Regions from separate parts of the Sus scrofa genome. Here region 1 is linked to region 2. A link is a contact called in public targeted proximity ligation data. All regions are on one chromosome and are shown on one strand. The core of a region is the stretch at or near the end of the contact, and the rest is flanking DNA. Distances in the headings are between cores, read along the strand shown.

Region 1 (7,427 bases), core at 1,590-4,089, 330 kb before region 2:
AAAAAAAAGAAAAAAAAGTGACATTTTATTGGGAATTTGGGTTTTTTTTTTTTTTGTCTTTTCTAGGGCTGCACCTGGAAGTTCCCAGGCTAGGGGTCTAATCGGAGCTGTAGCTGCCGGCCTACACCAGAGCCACAGCCACGCCAGACCCAAGCCGCGTCTGCGACCTACACCACAGCTCACGGCAACGCCAGATCCTTAACCCACTGAGCAAGGTGAGGGATCGAACCTGAAACCTCATGGTTCCTAGTCGGATTCATTAACCACTGAGCCACGACGGGAACTCTGGGAATTTGTTTCTTAAGGAGATGGAAAGAATGGAGAGGTGTTTATGGCTCCTTGGGTTAAAATATTTGTGGAATTATTCCTGTGATGTCCCAGAGGTTTTTATATCCTAGAGCAACAACGAATGACTCATTTAGCAGGTTTAGAGAGGAATGAGAGGTAAGCTTTTCATTTTTTTGTTTTTCGGTCAAGTGGCAAGAGGGCAGTTGAGAAAGAGATAGGAAAAGAAAATCAGGGCTGCAGGTGTCCTCTGAGGCATACCAGTTTTAAGGAAGAACATGAATGAAAACTGAGGACCTGGAAACTGAGTCCTTTGAAAGTGTCCGTGGTTCTGTATCCTTTGGGTAGTATTTATATGCCTGAACCTCTAGCAGCCCTGTGGGTCTCCACCTTAACCATGTGTCCCCATGTGCCCAGGGGAATTAAACTAGGGCAGAGGAGCAGTAACCAAGCCGTGCTCTTTGTTCCCTACTCCAGGGTATTGAAACAACCTACCCTACTTCCTAGGTTCTCCTGAGTCATTCTGGAGTCACTGGGTGTGGTTTTCTTGTACTCGTTGACTGGCCTTCTGGGCCCTTTTGTGGTTTCTGCCCTTTTAGTCCATCTGCTATAGCCTGGCACTGCAGGCTGCTAGCCCTTTAACTGCAAGGGCCATGCAGATGGCCAGATGAGGGAGCTGAGCATCAGACCCTAGACCCAAAGCCCTCTTTGGGCTCACGAAGGGGCCTCCAGAAGGAGAAGCAGCCCTGCCCCGACCCAGTGTCTTCCCTGGGATGTAGGGCATTTTAACAGGGAAAGTGCCTCCTGCTGACAGTTCCTACAGGCGTTTATGAAATAAAACTTCCCATTTGGTCTCCCTTTTGTCTTCTGGTGATAAAGTGCTCAAAGCCGGCTGAAATAGCCTCATTCCAGCCTGTGGTTTATATTCAGCATTTCTCCAATTTTCTTCACATCTCAAGACTCAAATGGCTCCTTCTCTTGCCCTTGCCCTTTTGTCTCCATGATGAACTTACATTTTCCCTTCAATGCAACTCCTTCTTTCAAGATGCCCTCCTTTCCTCTGATGGCCTCAAAGATTTTTTGGTTTGTTTGTTTTTTTGCTATCTCCCTGCTCTCACTACACTTAGATACATTTACTTTTCCACATCTGTTAGTCTTTCTCTCCAGTTAAACTATTGACTCCTTGAGGACTAGGACTGCTTGTTTGTTTAAATAAGTGACTACTGTTATTTCTTTACTAATTACAGTCTTTGGATAAGTTTTTATTTTTATTAAAAAAAAAAAAAATGTGGCTGTGCCTCCTGCATGCAGAAGTTCCCAGGCCAGGGATTCAACCTGTGCCACAGCTGTAACCAGAGCCACAGCAGTGACAATGCCAGGTCCCTTACCCCCTGTACCACAGAGGGAACTCCTAGGACTGGGTTTATCAAAGTTTTCTGTCTTGTTATCTTCCGGTGGTGCATCAACAGAATCGAGTGCCTCTCCTTAAATTACTCTAAGTGCCTTTGAGTGCTCAGCTCTCTGGAAGGTAACCAGATTATTCCACCAAGCTCTGTGACTGTAGAGGTTCTGGGGTTTGCAGGATGCTGAGGAGGCCTCAGGGCACAAGCTGTGGAACACAGCCAGAGTTGAGTCTCCATCCCTTGCCTACTATGAGGGAAGGGGCCTGCTGGGATTCTCCTGCTGGTTGGGATGGAGAACTGGCCTATTCTCTGAACTCCAGCCCCCTCCAAACAAAGCTCTGCTTGATACAGTCTCTGCTCCTTTTCCAAGGGGAGGGAACAGCAGTAGGCTGAACTGTGAGATCTTCTGGCCTGGATTTGGAAGGATCTGGACTGACTGTTCTGGGGGAGTTCACCTTATCGGGATTTTATTCAAGCCAGGCCCTGACCCAGATCGGTACAGTGTATGCACTGCATTTGGTGTATCACAGTGCCACTCACAATATAGCCTACCACTGGCAGCATTAAGATATCTTGGGAGTGTTAAAAGTAAATTCTTGGGCCCCTCCTTAGACCTACTAAATCAGAATTCCTGGGTGAGGCCCAGGAAGCTCTGTTTTAACAAGCTCTCCAGATGATCTCTATGTATGATGAAATTTGGAAAGTACGGTTATACTTACTGGATACACACACATTCCTTCTCTCTCTCTCTCTCTCTCTCTCTCTCTCACACACACACACACACACACACACAGCGCTGTCTACAGCTCCTGCAGCTGTTAATGCCACTTGGTCATTTCCCTGCGGTTTCCCTCGTCAGGGCCCTGGATTTGTTTTTCTTCACTGTGGACCTTGTTCATTTCCTGCTGCTTCCCAGAGGTTGGGAGAGGAAAGAGAGCGCGCAAGAAGGCAGAGGGGAGGGGGAAGGGGTTGGCCAGGGCAGTGGAGCTTTCAAGAATGAAAAGGAAAATGCTTAGTGACAATGTTCCTTTGTGAAGAGGTTGCTTTATGTTGATGGAGCTGCAAGTCATTAGCGCTGCGGGCGCGCGCGCGTGGCGGGAGTGGACCCGATCATTCTCCGGGGCCAGGACGCCCTCTACTGCCGACTGAGAAATACCACGCTGGGGCTCCGGACCTGCCAAGGAGAAGAGGAAGAGTCCTTGGGGCCGGGGTGGGAGAGAGGACGTGACTAAGGCCAAGAGGTCGGAGAGTCACCACTTCAGGCAGTAGAAAGAATCTTGTTACAGTCTTCTTTGCAGGAAGGAAGAAGTAGCCAATTCAGTGGGTGTTTCCAGAACCCATCCAACAAACAGTGGGGTTCTGCCAAGATCTCCTCCGGCTCCCATGATTCCAGGCTCCGAGCTTGATTTGGCTCTGCTGTCGCTCTTTCCCCATTACCTCACCTTGAAAAGGAAAGAAGAGGTGTTTAAAATAGGCAGAGGGATTCAAAAGAAAAAAGAAGAAAGGAAAAGAGATTTTTGGTGTGTAGGCATCTAGGGGCTGTCAGTCAAGGCTCAGACTTTCTATAAAGGATCTCATCTGCCCAGTCTCTTTCTTCCTTTTGTCTCCATGAAAGCATTGTGTCTCTCTGTCTTTCTTGTCTTGCCAGGGAACACTTACCCGGCAGATGTGGAATCAGCCCTCTTTATTGCTCTGCTTTATGGCTCTTGGGAATTACGATTCACGTGGGTCACTGGTGAAGAGAGCAAAGATTTGTTCCTAGAATAAAGGCTCAGGCACAGCAGTTGTTTCTGCCAACCACGGGGCTGTGACCCATTTCCTCTTGGTTCTTGTTTTTGCCACTTCCCAGATCTGACTGGAGCTGGAGCTGAGTGTCCGTGGGCCATCACCCCTGCATCCCCATCCCTTGGGACTTTGGCCGAGTACAGGACTCCTGCTAGGGAGATACCTAAGGGTCAGGCCTAGAAAGTTACTTAAACTGCCCTACAGGGGCCACAGTGGAATTAGAGTGGAACGGAGAAAGGAAGGAGAAGTGGGGGAGGGGGGAGAAATTGGGGAGGTAAAAGGTGGGAAGGAGATGAGAGCAGCAGCCACAGCTTTGAGAATGTTCTGGTGTCGAACATTCTGGCCTCTCTGTAGCACATCCTCGTGTACAGAGTAAGTCTTTCTCTGTGATGCCACTTTCTTCAACCAAAACAAGCATATCTTAGTTAAACATGTAGTTGTTTGCTGCTTTTTTGGTCTACATGGGATCAAATATCTGGATCTTTAGATAACCACGTTTGGATTATTTTGTGGGTATGAGCCGAGATGTAGGTAAATGCTGGTTATCTATTTGTATTGAAATCAAAGCACCTTATACACTGCCTTGTGGTTGTGGTCCTTGAAGGACAATTCATCTCTCTTAAGTGATCTGTTGGTTGTCTTTGTTGGGGGCAGGGTTGCCTCTCTGGAGCGATTTCGTGTTTGGAGTTGGACCAGACCTCCAGGTACAAAGGGCATCATCATAGACACTTTGGCTGGTTAGGGTGATCTGGGCTTGGCAAATACTGGCAGGTAGGGGGGTTAGGAGAGGAATAGAGGGTGTGACTGTAACAATGTATGGTGGTGAAAGTTAACTAGACTTGTGATCATTTGGCAATACATACAAATAGTGAATCATTATATTATATCCCTAAGATGAGTATAATGTTATACATATGTCAATTACGTCTCAATTGAAAAAATGGAGGGTGTGGGTACATAATTTGCAAGGCTTAGTGTACAATGAAAATAAAGAGCTTCTTGTTCAAGAATTTATTAAGAATCTCAAGATGGCAACAGCAGAACATTAAATGTGGGAGCCTTGCAAGCGTGGGGGCCTCTATGATTGCACAGGTGGAAGGCCCGTGGAGCCAGCTCTGGCAGAGGGTCCCCTTGGAAAGGTGTGGATGAACAAATTCAGAGAGCTGTGATACGTTCCCTCCAGTTTAGGTTTCTTTCCATTTTCCTTGTCACGCCGTATCTGATACTCAAGGCTTCTGTCAGACTTTTTTTGTCACCCATGTGCTGGTCAAAGCTGTTGTTTGGGGAGGGAAGGGTGGAGCCTGTGTGCCTGTTGGGGAGACACGTCTGGGGGAGGAGACAGGCCCCCGATGGCATCTGGTGGCCTTGGAGATGTGGAGCAGCAGCAAAGGTAGATGTACTTGGGGAGGAGGCCTGCAAATGCCAGCATGGCATGGGCTTTCTTTTGTGACTCCTGCTACAAACAAACAAGGAAGAAAAGTGAGGATCCAATGAGAATCAGCTTCTCAGAGTCCAGAGAGGATGACTTGGAGTCATTGTAATGTGTGTATTAAAGAAATGTGACCCGATTCTGTAGTCTTAGGCTAATGAAGTCTTGGGACACTCTGGGTTATGTAATCAGGCATAACTGGTATGACATGCCTTCTATCCTAGGGTATAAATATAGCCTCGTCTTTTAATTTTACTTTAATCACATGAGCCCCCAACTGCCTTTAGTGACAGAAAGTCCATTATCTCCTAGGAGACCTTCCTCCCATCACCCTTCTGAATTGCTCCAGAGCAGGGGGCTTCTGTAGGTCTGGCCAGGTCCTTGTGTGGAAGAACAAACAGCAGCAAGGAGAAATTGAAACAGTGCAGAATCTGATGCCTGGGTGTTCAGTGAGGCTAAGAGAGTTCTGCTTTATTTCCTTCCTCTCCTGGGCAGAATAGGGCTATATCTGTGGGCGAATGAGCTAATTACATCCTTCCTGACGTTTTTCTCAGAATTAGGAAATCCTGATGAGCTTTCAAAACCTCACTTTTCTTAGATTTAGGCAACACATTGATGAAATTTAATATTAAGCAAGTTAATAAAAGATATTAAAATGTGTTTAGAGTGTATATTTTAAAATATGTATTTAAAATGTTTATAAATCTCAATAATTAAAATTGCACTTTAAAAGAAGAATTGATTTTTACAGCTTCTTCCCTTTAATGAAGGTGACGAAATGCACACTGATGGGGAAATCAATCTCTGTTTTGGCCTCTGATCCTCCCAGGGGTTTGGGGGAAGGAGAAAAGAAAAGGACTTTCTTTTTTTTTTTTTTTTTTTTTTTTTTTTTTGCTTTTTAGGGCTGCCCCCTTGGCATACGGAGGTTCCCAGGCTAGGGGTCTAACCGGAGCCACAGCTGCTGGCCTGCACCACAGCCACAGCAACACGAGGTCCGAGCTACATCTTCGACCTACACCACAGCTCACCACAATGCCAGATCCTTAACCCACTGAGCAAGGCCAGGGATTGAACCCACAACCTCATGGTTACTAGGTTGCTGCGCCATAACGGAAACTCCCCAAAAAGAGCTTTCGAAGTGGCCCTGAAGGGTTAGCTGTGGGGAAAATGCTCACAGGTTAACAGAGCACAGGTCAGGAGTCCCGCTTAGCAGAGAAGGCCTGGGGGGCAGTCAGAGGGTGGAGAGTGCAGTTGTGGTGCATAACACAGAGAGGGGAACTGAGTTTCCCAGACATCAAAGGAAGGGGGAGGGGGTTGAAAGTTAGATAAGCCGAGAGGCTTTGGGGAAGAAATGAAGAGCAAATTCAGTTTGTGGTGTTTGTGTTTCTATAGTGTCTCCTCAAGTCTCAGGAATGTCTACTACACACATAAACGCCTTGGTTTAACAGTTAATGAAACAACACATGGTCCTTGCTGTAGATCACACAAACTTATTTAATTCTCGTAATCTTATGCAGTCGCTATTGTTATCCCATTAAAAATTTATTTTTAGTAGAGTATAGTTGATTCACAATGCTGTGTCAGTCTTAGGTGTACAGCAAAGTGATTCAGTTATATACATTCTTTTTCAGATTCTTTCCCATTGTATGTTACTATAAGATACTGAGTATGGTTCCCTGTGGTTTACAGTAGGTCCTTGTGTTATCCCATTTTTATGGATTAAAAAAAAACTGAAGCCCAGAGAGGGTAAGCGATTAGCTTCAAGTCACTCATGGTTATTTTGAAACATTACTAGAAATTGTATATATATATAACATATATACTGCTTTTTAGGGTCATACTCGTGGCATATGGAAGTTTCCAGGCTAGGGGCTGAATTGTAGCTACAGCTGCTGGCCTACACCACAGCCATGGCAATGCAGGATCTGCACTGAATCTTCAACCTATACCACAGCTCACAGCAGCGCTGGATCCTTAACCCACTGAGTGGGGCCATGGGTTGAACCAGCATCCTCATGGATGCTAGTTGGGTTTGTTAGCACGGAGCCACAACAGGAACTCCTACTTTTGTTTGTTTGTTTGTTTATTTGTCTTTTTGTCTTTTTAGGGCCGTACCCGAGACATATGGAGGTTCCCAGGCTAGGGGTCTAATGGGAGCATAGTCTCGCCTGCCTACACCACAGCCACAGCAATGCCAGATCCGAGCCATGGAGTTCCCGTCATGGCGCAGTGGTTAATGAATCCGACTAGGAACCATGAGGTTTCGGGTTCGATTCCTGCCCTTGCTCAGTGGGTTGATGATCCAGCGTTGCTGTGAGCTGTGGTGTAGGTTGCAGACGTGGCTCGGATCCTGCGTTGCTGTGGCTTTGGCGTAGGCTGGCAGCTACAGCTCCGATTCAACCCCTAGCCTGGGAACCTCCATATGCCACAGGAGTGGCCCAAAAAATGGCAAAAAGACAAAAAAAAAAAAAAAAAAAAAAAATTCCAGATCCGAGCCGTGTCTGTGACCTACACCACAGCTCATG
Region 2 (7,464 bases), core at 1,223-3,722:
GGGGCAGGTACCCAGAATACCTTTTATTTTTATATTCTAATTACTATGTCAATGTCTTCAATTTTGCCCTAAAAACAATGTTAATATGAACCTTCAGTCGGTGTATGACATTCATAGTAAGAGTTGGCAGTTTTGTCAGGTGTCTGGTGGGTGAACTTCAGTGCGTGGTAAATGTTGGCAGGTTATTGGTTCATACATTTAATTGTGCGTGAAACAGAACATCCGTGGAATTGGGTGTGACTTGTCAATACGAATCGCAGCAGGGGCTTTGTATCTTTAGATGAGCTTATATCCCTCTTGGAGTATCTCTAGACCATGTTTGGGGAATTATTGCTCCTACTGAAGAAGGCTGTTAGGACCAGAGCATCAGAGCTCTTGAGTATTAATTCTGTGTATTAAGTCATGAAGTGTGTTAATACAGTCTTCGTCACAGGGCTATAGTTTAGCCTGCCTCTGTAGCTTTTGGCAGACACTTTGTCAAAATATTATTAATTTTAGCTAAGGATACTATTCACTAATTCAGTGTTTGATTTAAGTTGGAATGTACATGCTAATGACAGATTCAGTTCCCTCTGAATAGAGTAAGATTTGCTAATGAGAACTGTCTCACAGTGTAATGCTGATGAGTGAAATGACACATCACCCTCCCTATGGTGGCAACGCTGAGTTAACGACCTTGCTCTAACTCTCATAGGAACATTGTGACGTGGGGACTTGTCATGGTAAAGCCAGCTGCGGTTTACTCAGTCACGATCGTACGTCAGGGCATCATACACCTGTCTCATTTGGCTTATAAGAACATGTGTGTTGACATGCCTGTATTCCTGTAAAAAGCACATGTATTGTTATTCTCCGTCAGTCAAGGGTTATCATCTCCTTTTTACACCTGACAAAACCGAGGTTTGGAAAGATGAACATGCAGGTCACACAGACTCACAGGGAAGACTGAACTGAAACAGTTTTGAATCTTCCTTCTTGCAGACAGAACATTATTTCATTATATCTGAAAAATCTCCCTTACTTCCCTTTTCTCTATTAAAAGGAAAACCCCCACAATTCTGAATTGTCTGAGTGGGTGTTAAATGCAAGTAAAACACTGGGCAAGGACTTAAAATAAAGGCTTCATTGCTTGGTTCTGTTTCTAAACAAAGTTGTGGCAATGCAGTTGGATCTGTACAGCTTGACTGCATGATAAAGCAGTTGTTCCCAAGAATTACTAATCAAACAGAAAGGCCGCCTTAATTCTGGCTACCTTTGTAAGAAAATCTTTTCAGCAGTTACGTGTTAAAGCCCAGATACTTCTGGGATAAATCTGCTTGTGAAAATTGTATACTTGATACTGGAAAGGATATCTTGTGCTTGTGTTTCCTGTGCACTTGGTCTAAAATTCTCTCCCTGGGGAGGGGTGTGTTGGCACACTCATCTTGAGAGACGTAGCCTAGAAAATGTTCTGAAGAATGTAAGATGTTTTGGAATTAGGAATTTTTAGGAAGTATGCAGACTCTGTTCAAAGTATACTTGGTTTAGATAGAGCTTAAGCTAGATAGAAGAATAACTCATTGTATTCAAGTCTCCCTTCTTTTTTCTAGCCTTCAAGTACCACCCAGCAAGGTGGTTCCCTTGAAGAGGCGGTTAAGACAGGCTGTGGCACCTTTTTAGTCTTTAAGTGTTTCGGCTGTGAAGTGTTCTGTTTGGGTTTAAAGTCAGTCCCTGAGCTGGAAGGGAACTGTAGCAATCTAGCCAATACTCTGTCTACAGATAAATAAGTTGAGGTTTAGGAATGACAGACTAACACTACTAAGGAGTCCTACCATGAAGCTGGCAGAGCAGGGACTAGGACTCAGGTTCCTTTTATTGTTGGGGTTTCTGGCATAAGAATTTCTGTAAGAAATTCATGAAAGAAGAATTAGCCTCGTTAAACCTACTCTGTGTCTTGAAGAAATCCACATTCTTGTGGCATTAAGTATCGCATGCTGACTGCTGACTCAGTGTGTTGGGCCATCAGCATGCATGAGTGTCATCAGAGGCAGTGGAAACCCAGAAGCTGGAGCACAAGAGAGAAATGTAATCACATGCCGCAGGTTTTCAGGGCATTTTTAGCCTTCCATGACGCTGTAGCTTACGGTTAGATTTAAATCATCAGAAAATTGTTAGCTGGTATAACAGCTGAATACGTAAGTATTTTTTGCTGTTCGTTGTTTTAGCTTTGACAGATTATTTTCCTATCAGAAAGATGGTTCACTATACTTGCTAGAGAGTCCCTGTGAGTGGGTGCTGCTGTAGGGCAGGCGGCTCTTGTCATCCTGTCCCTGCCCCTCCTTGGGGAGGTGGTGAGCGCGTCTGATTTAGAACCACCTCTACTTTGATTTCTCTCCCCCGCCACTGCCTAGGGGACTGCTCAGGTGTGTGACGGATGTCAGGCACCTTTGGTTCAGGGTCCTTGAGCTTGTCTGGCTGTAATGAGAGTTGACGTGTAACTGCGGTGACTGAGGAACTATGCCCCTGCTGGCTACGGAGCAAGTAGATGTCTCAGGTCACGGAGGGCTGGCCGCAGCGGGGGAGAAGGTGTCACCTATGTGTGGCAGACTGAAGAAAGGGGCTTGAGGTGGCCGTTCTGGGGAGACTGATGGGAATGGTGGCATCTAGCTTGGACCCTTTGTATGTCTGTGCAAGAACAGCGGGAATCTGTCTGTGTGCATCACTCTAGCATGTGCTCCTTGGCAGGATCCGTCAGGGTTCAGTGCAGGAAACAGAATGGATGTCATGCAGGGCATTTGTTGCTTAGGGAAGCTTTGGAAGAGCTGGAGGGCTGGGCTGCAGGGCAGGCCTCTGAGAATGACTTCCAGGATGCCTTGGGCCACCTCGCCCTGGGAGCTGCCACCTCTGCCACAGTCAGGAAAGTGGCAATCAAGAGGTTGCCGCTGAAACCACGGCTAGAAAATAGCACTGTTGCAGTGATCAAGGAGGTCACAGCAGCCACTGCCGTTGGCATCATAACTGCTGGAAGTGAGAAATTTAGCGTCTGGCCACTGCTGTGACAACTTCACCTTGATGCCTATAACTAGGGACTAGACACCGGAAGGCTCAACCTGGCACTACTGCTCCTGCCACTGTCCCTCCACACCCTAGAAGCTGGAGACTAGACCTTGACATGTCTGTGACCCTCTTTGCTTGCTGAAAGCAGCTAAAAGCCATAGGCTGATAGGGCCCTGCTTTACTGCTGCCTTCTGTATTTTGTGTCCTGCATCTTAAAGGTCGAAGCAAATTTGCATTCTGAATACTGGAGGTAAAGGAGTCTGGAAAATAATAGTTTTTAATTTCCCAATCTCTGCTTTTCAGGAAGGCATACTGTAAGGAGGTGGATGCTGAGTGCATCTTATTAAATATAGTATTTAAAATACAACATAGCCCTTTCTTGATAACTCACTGTCGTTTCTGTGAGCTGCTTTTTCTGAAATGGCCTGTAGTTAGAATGATCTCGGGCTGATGGGTTTTTAACATCTGTAGTGATCTTTTTGTACTAGGTTAGCTTGTGTCTGTCCTCTCGGCCGTCATCTGCCGTCTGTATGCTGCGACATCTGTGTTTTATATCACTTGATCTCAACCTTCTCTGCAAGCCACAGGCATCCAGGGCAGGGAAGGCACCTCATCGGAAGCAACCAGTTCAGAAGCTGGTCAGCAGCATATGATTTCTGTGGCTTAAAAAGATGAATGGGGCGGGTGAGAACCTTTACTGGGGATTTGAACTCAGACAAAAAGGAAATGATTTTTTTCTTTTTTTTTTTTTAACTCTTTATTTTTTACCTGTTCATAGCTAGACTTTATCTATTTTAAATATTTCTAAAAATTATAGTAAATTTGCAATGTGTTAGTTTCAGGTGTACAGCAAAGTGGTGCATATATTTATATTCTTTTTCAGGTTTTTTTTCCGTTGTAGGTTATTATAGGATATTGAATATAGTTCCCTGTGCTATACAGTAGGTCCTTGTTGGTTATCTGTTTGTTGTATATATAATAGTGTGAATATGTTAATCCCAAACTCCTAACTCTCTCCTTCACTGTCCTATTTGGTAACCATAAATTTGTTTTCTATGTCTGTGGGCCTATTTTTATTTTGTAAATAACTTCATTTATATAATTTTTAAGATTCCACATATAAGTGATATCATAGGAAATCTGTCTTACTCTGACTTCACTTAATATGATAATCTCTAGGTCCATCTGTGTTGCTGCAAATGGCATTATTTCATTTTTTATGGCTGAGTAATATTGCATCATATAAATACACCACATCTTTATCCATTCATCTGCTGATGGACACTTAAGTTGCTTACATGTGTTGGCTATTGTAAACAGGGCTGCAGTGAACATTGGGGTGCATGTATTTTTTTCTTTTCCCTCAGCTTGACTGAACTATTTTTTCATTTTTTAAAGTTTTATTGAAGTACAGTTGATTTACAATGTTGTGATAATTTCTGCTGTACAACGGAGTGATTCTATTATATGTATACACACATCCATTCTTTTTCAGATTCTTTTCCCATATAGATTTTCACCGAATACTGGGCAGAGTTCCCTGTGCTATACAGCAGGTCTCCTTTGGCCAATCATTCCACATACCACAGTGTGCATATGCCAGTCCCAAACCCGCTGTCCATCCCTCCCCCCATCTGTCTGCTTTGGTAACCATAAGTTTGTTTTCAAAGTCTGTGAGTCTGTTTCTGTTCTGCCAGATAAGTTCATTTATATACTTTTGTTTGGTTCCACGTTTAAGTAATATCATATCATGTTTGTATTTGTCTGATTTACTTCACTTAGTGTGATAATCTCTAGGAACATCCATGTTGCTGCAAATGGCATTACTTCATTCTTTTTTATGGCTGAGTAATATTCCTCTGTGTGTGTGTGTGTGTGTGTGTGTGTGTGTGTGTGTGTGTACCCCACATCTTCTTTATCCATTGCTCTGTTGATGGATGTTTAGGTTGCTCGCTTCCACATCTTGGCTGTTGTAAATATGCTGCAATGACCTTGGGGTGCATCCTATCTTTTCAAATTAGAATCTTCTCTGGATATATGCCTAAGAGTGGGATTGCTGGATCATATGGCAACTCTACTTTAAGTTTTTTAAGGAACCTCTGTATTAGACTGCATAGTGGCTGCATCAGTTTTCAATTAGTTATTGGGGCTTCAGCTGAGAGGTTTGGCAGTGATGAGCCAGAGCGTTGGCTCTATTATTTTATGAGATTGTTAAGTTTTCTGAAATTCTATGAGTTAGTTGCCTAAAATAGCCATTGAAGAAAAAAGTTGATGAAATTGTAATTAAATTGTATTTAAAAGACAGGTACTTATTACTCGAAATTAATGTCTTGGAATTTTTCAGCTTTGGTGAGGTATACTTAATAAAATTGTATTATACTGAAGGTGAACAGTGTGATGATTTGATAAGCATATATATTGTGAAAGGATTCCCACAACTGAGGAAATACGTGAGGAATCACCTCTTGTATTTCTTTCTTTTTTTTTTCGGCAAGAACACTTACCTCTCTTAGCAAATTTCAGTTATACAGTATAGTATTATCAGCTACTAGTCACATTAGATCCTCAGACCTTATTCATCCTCCAGCTGAAAGTTTGTACCCTTTACCAACCTCCCCCCCGCTCCTCTGCCAGGCCCTGGCAACCAGCATCCTACTATTTGAGGTTGTGGTTTGTTGGTTTGTTTAGATTCCACGTCATCACCTATTCACTTCACTGTGTTGTACCAGCATCTGTGCCCGCGTGTGTCTTTACATCTCTTCTGTTTGTGTGGCAGAAACACTACATCATGGTGTGCCACGGCCCTACCCTCCCAGCTGTTTTCACCCTTGTCACGGCTGTGGTGGGAGTTGTCAGCATTTACCAAGCACACCCCTGGTTGTGGGGGTGGGGAGGGAGAGCCGAGGCTGAAAAGGCCACACTGAACCGTGTGCAAACTAAATTTCTGGGAGAAGAAACTGTGAGTAATCAGAGAAACCTGACACATGACGGCAGGCTGCGTGGTGTTAATAGCAGAGCACTGGAGGGAAGGGCCAGAGGCTCCTCTTCCCAAGATCCAGAATCATTCTGGAATCATCGACAGCTCCAGTTGCAAAAGGTCCAACCTCGTTTTATTCCCTGTCCTTGGAATTATGGGAAATGGTGAGTTCCTGTGTTACCAACCTTAATGAAACATTCTGGAATTTTATTATGTTTACATATAATAAACCTGTAAATTTTTTTTTTTTTTCTTCTCCTGAAGGGGAGACAGCATGTGAAAAGTTTGGGTTCAGATTTTCTGGGATAGAGAGAAGTGTGATGTATGAGAATTTCCTAGGTGAGGGGGTTTATGACTTGTGGGGTTTGGTCCATACCCTTCCCCCCAATACGTTTTACGTGAGAATAAGATTGCAAACTTCATGAAGGGGTGACTATTATAAATATACATATTCATGTAAATGTATTAAAAATAGTTTGTGGTATTTTTTTCACATAGAAACAATACACAGACGCTTGTAGTTGCTTGTACACGGAGTGGCTTGTTATTTTGTAAATGCCCCAAGCCTCAAGGCCAGAATCCTGGGCCGTCGGTATCTTTCTCTCTTCCCGTGGCTCCTGCCTGTGCTCTCAGGAACGGCCAAGGTGCCGACCCTAGATCTGGACCAGCTGTGTGGGTAGCTCACAGCCTCAGCCCGATCAGTTGCTCTCTTCGCTCATTGCTCCTGTTTTGTTTTCTCCTTTCCCTGATTGCTTCTCCCATGCTTCTCTGCTTTCCAAAGGAAAAAAACAGACCTTGTAGTGATCCTGGAAGCCAGTGTGGTGCTCATGAACTTCTCCCTGGTGGATTGTCGGGTCTCAGGGGGTCGGATGTCAGCCTAGGGTGGCATGCTTCTGTCGTCTGTCTGTTAGGTGTGTCCTTGCACAGATGTTCCGCAGCTGCTCTTTATCCCCAGAACGTGTGTATATATGTTTCGTTTTGTGTTTTCCCTAGTCCTGGGTTTGGAAATATTCCAGAAGCCTGGTCTCGAGATAGCTAATATCTTGCTGTTTATTTGATATCTTTGTTTTGGAAGTTCAAACTGGACTGCTTTTAGTAAACCAAACTCTTTTAAAAAAGTCATTAAAAAAGATAGTGGTTGGAAATAGATCTTTGAAAGGCCAGTAAATAATCACTTGGGATGATTTCTTACTAAATGAAAGAATAAAAAATTGTGTAATTGTGGCACATTAATCCACCGCCAAAGTGCTGTAACGCAGATGAGAAATTCATCAGCACTTTTCATATATTAAGGAACCGCTTATAAGCAAACAATATAGAAATATTTTATTGTTACAAAAATGCTAAATGAGACTATGTGTAATTTTTATTACCTGCAGTTTGTGAACTTTTCCCCTCCTGAGATACTGTTTTTTCCTCCATAATGGTCACTGGTAGTGATTGAAGAAGCA

The links.
Region 1: a contact with region 2 is called in a targeted proximity ligation map of alveolar macrophages. A contact is called at or near these places in 1 of 47 Hi-C or Micro-C datasets (heart right ventricle) and 1 of 2 datasets of targeted methods (alveolar macrophages).

Annotation. Positions count from the first base shown.
Region 1 is chr4:107,434,658-107,442,084 of Sscrofa11.1, reverse strand. All of the region lies in intron 1 of LRIG2 (leucine-rich repeats and immunoglobulin-like domains protein 2), which reads left to right. Among named protein-coding and RNA genes, the nearest start is that of LRIG2, 73 kb to the left of the region's middle.
Region 2 is chr4:107,102,334-107,109,797 of Sscrofa11.1, reverse strand. The region is part of intron 1 of MAGI3 (membrane-associated guanylate kinase, WW and PDZ domain-containing protein 3); the gene reads left to right. Among named protein-coding and RNA genes, the nearest start is that of MAGI3, 14 kb to the left of the region's middle.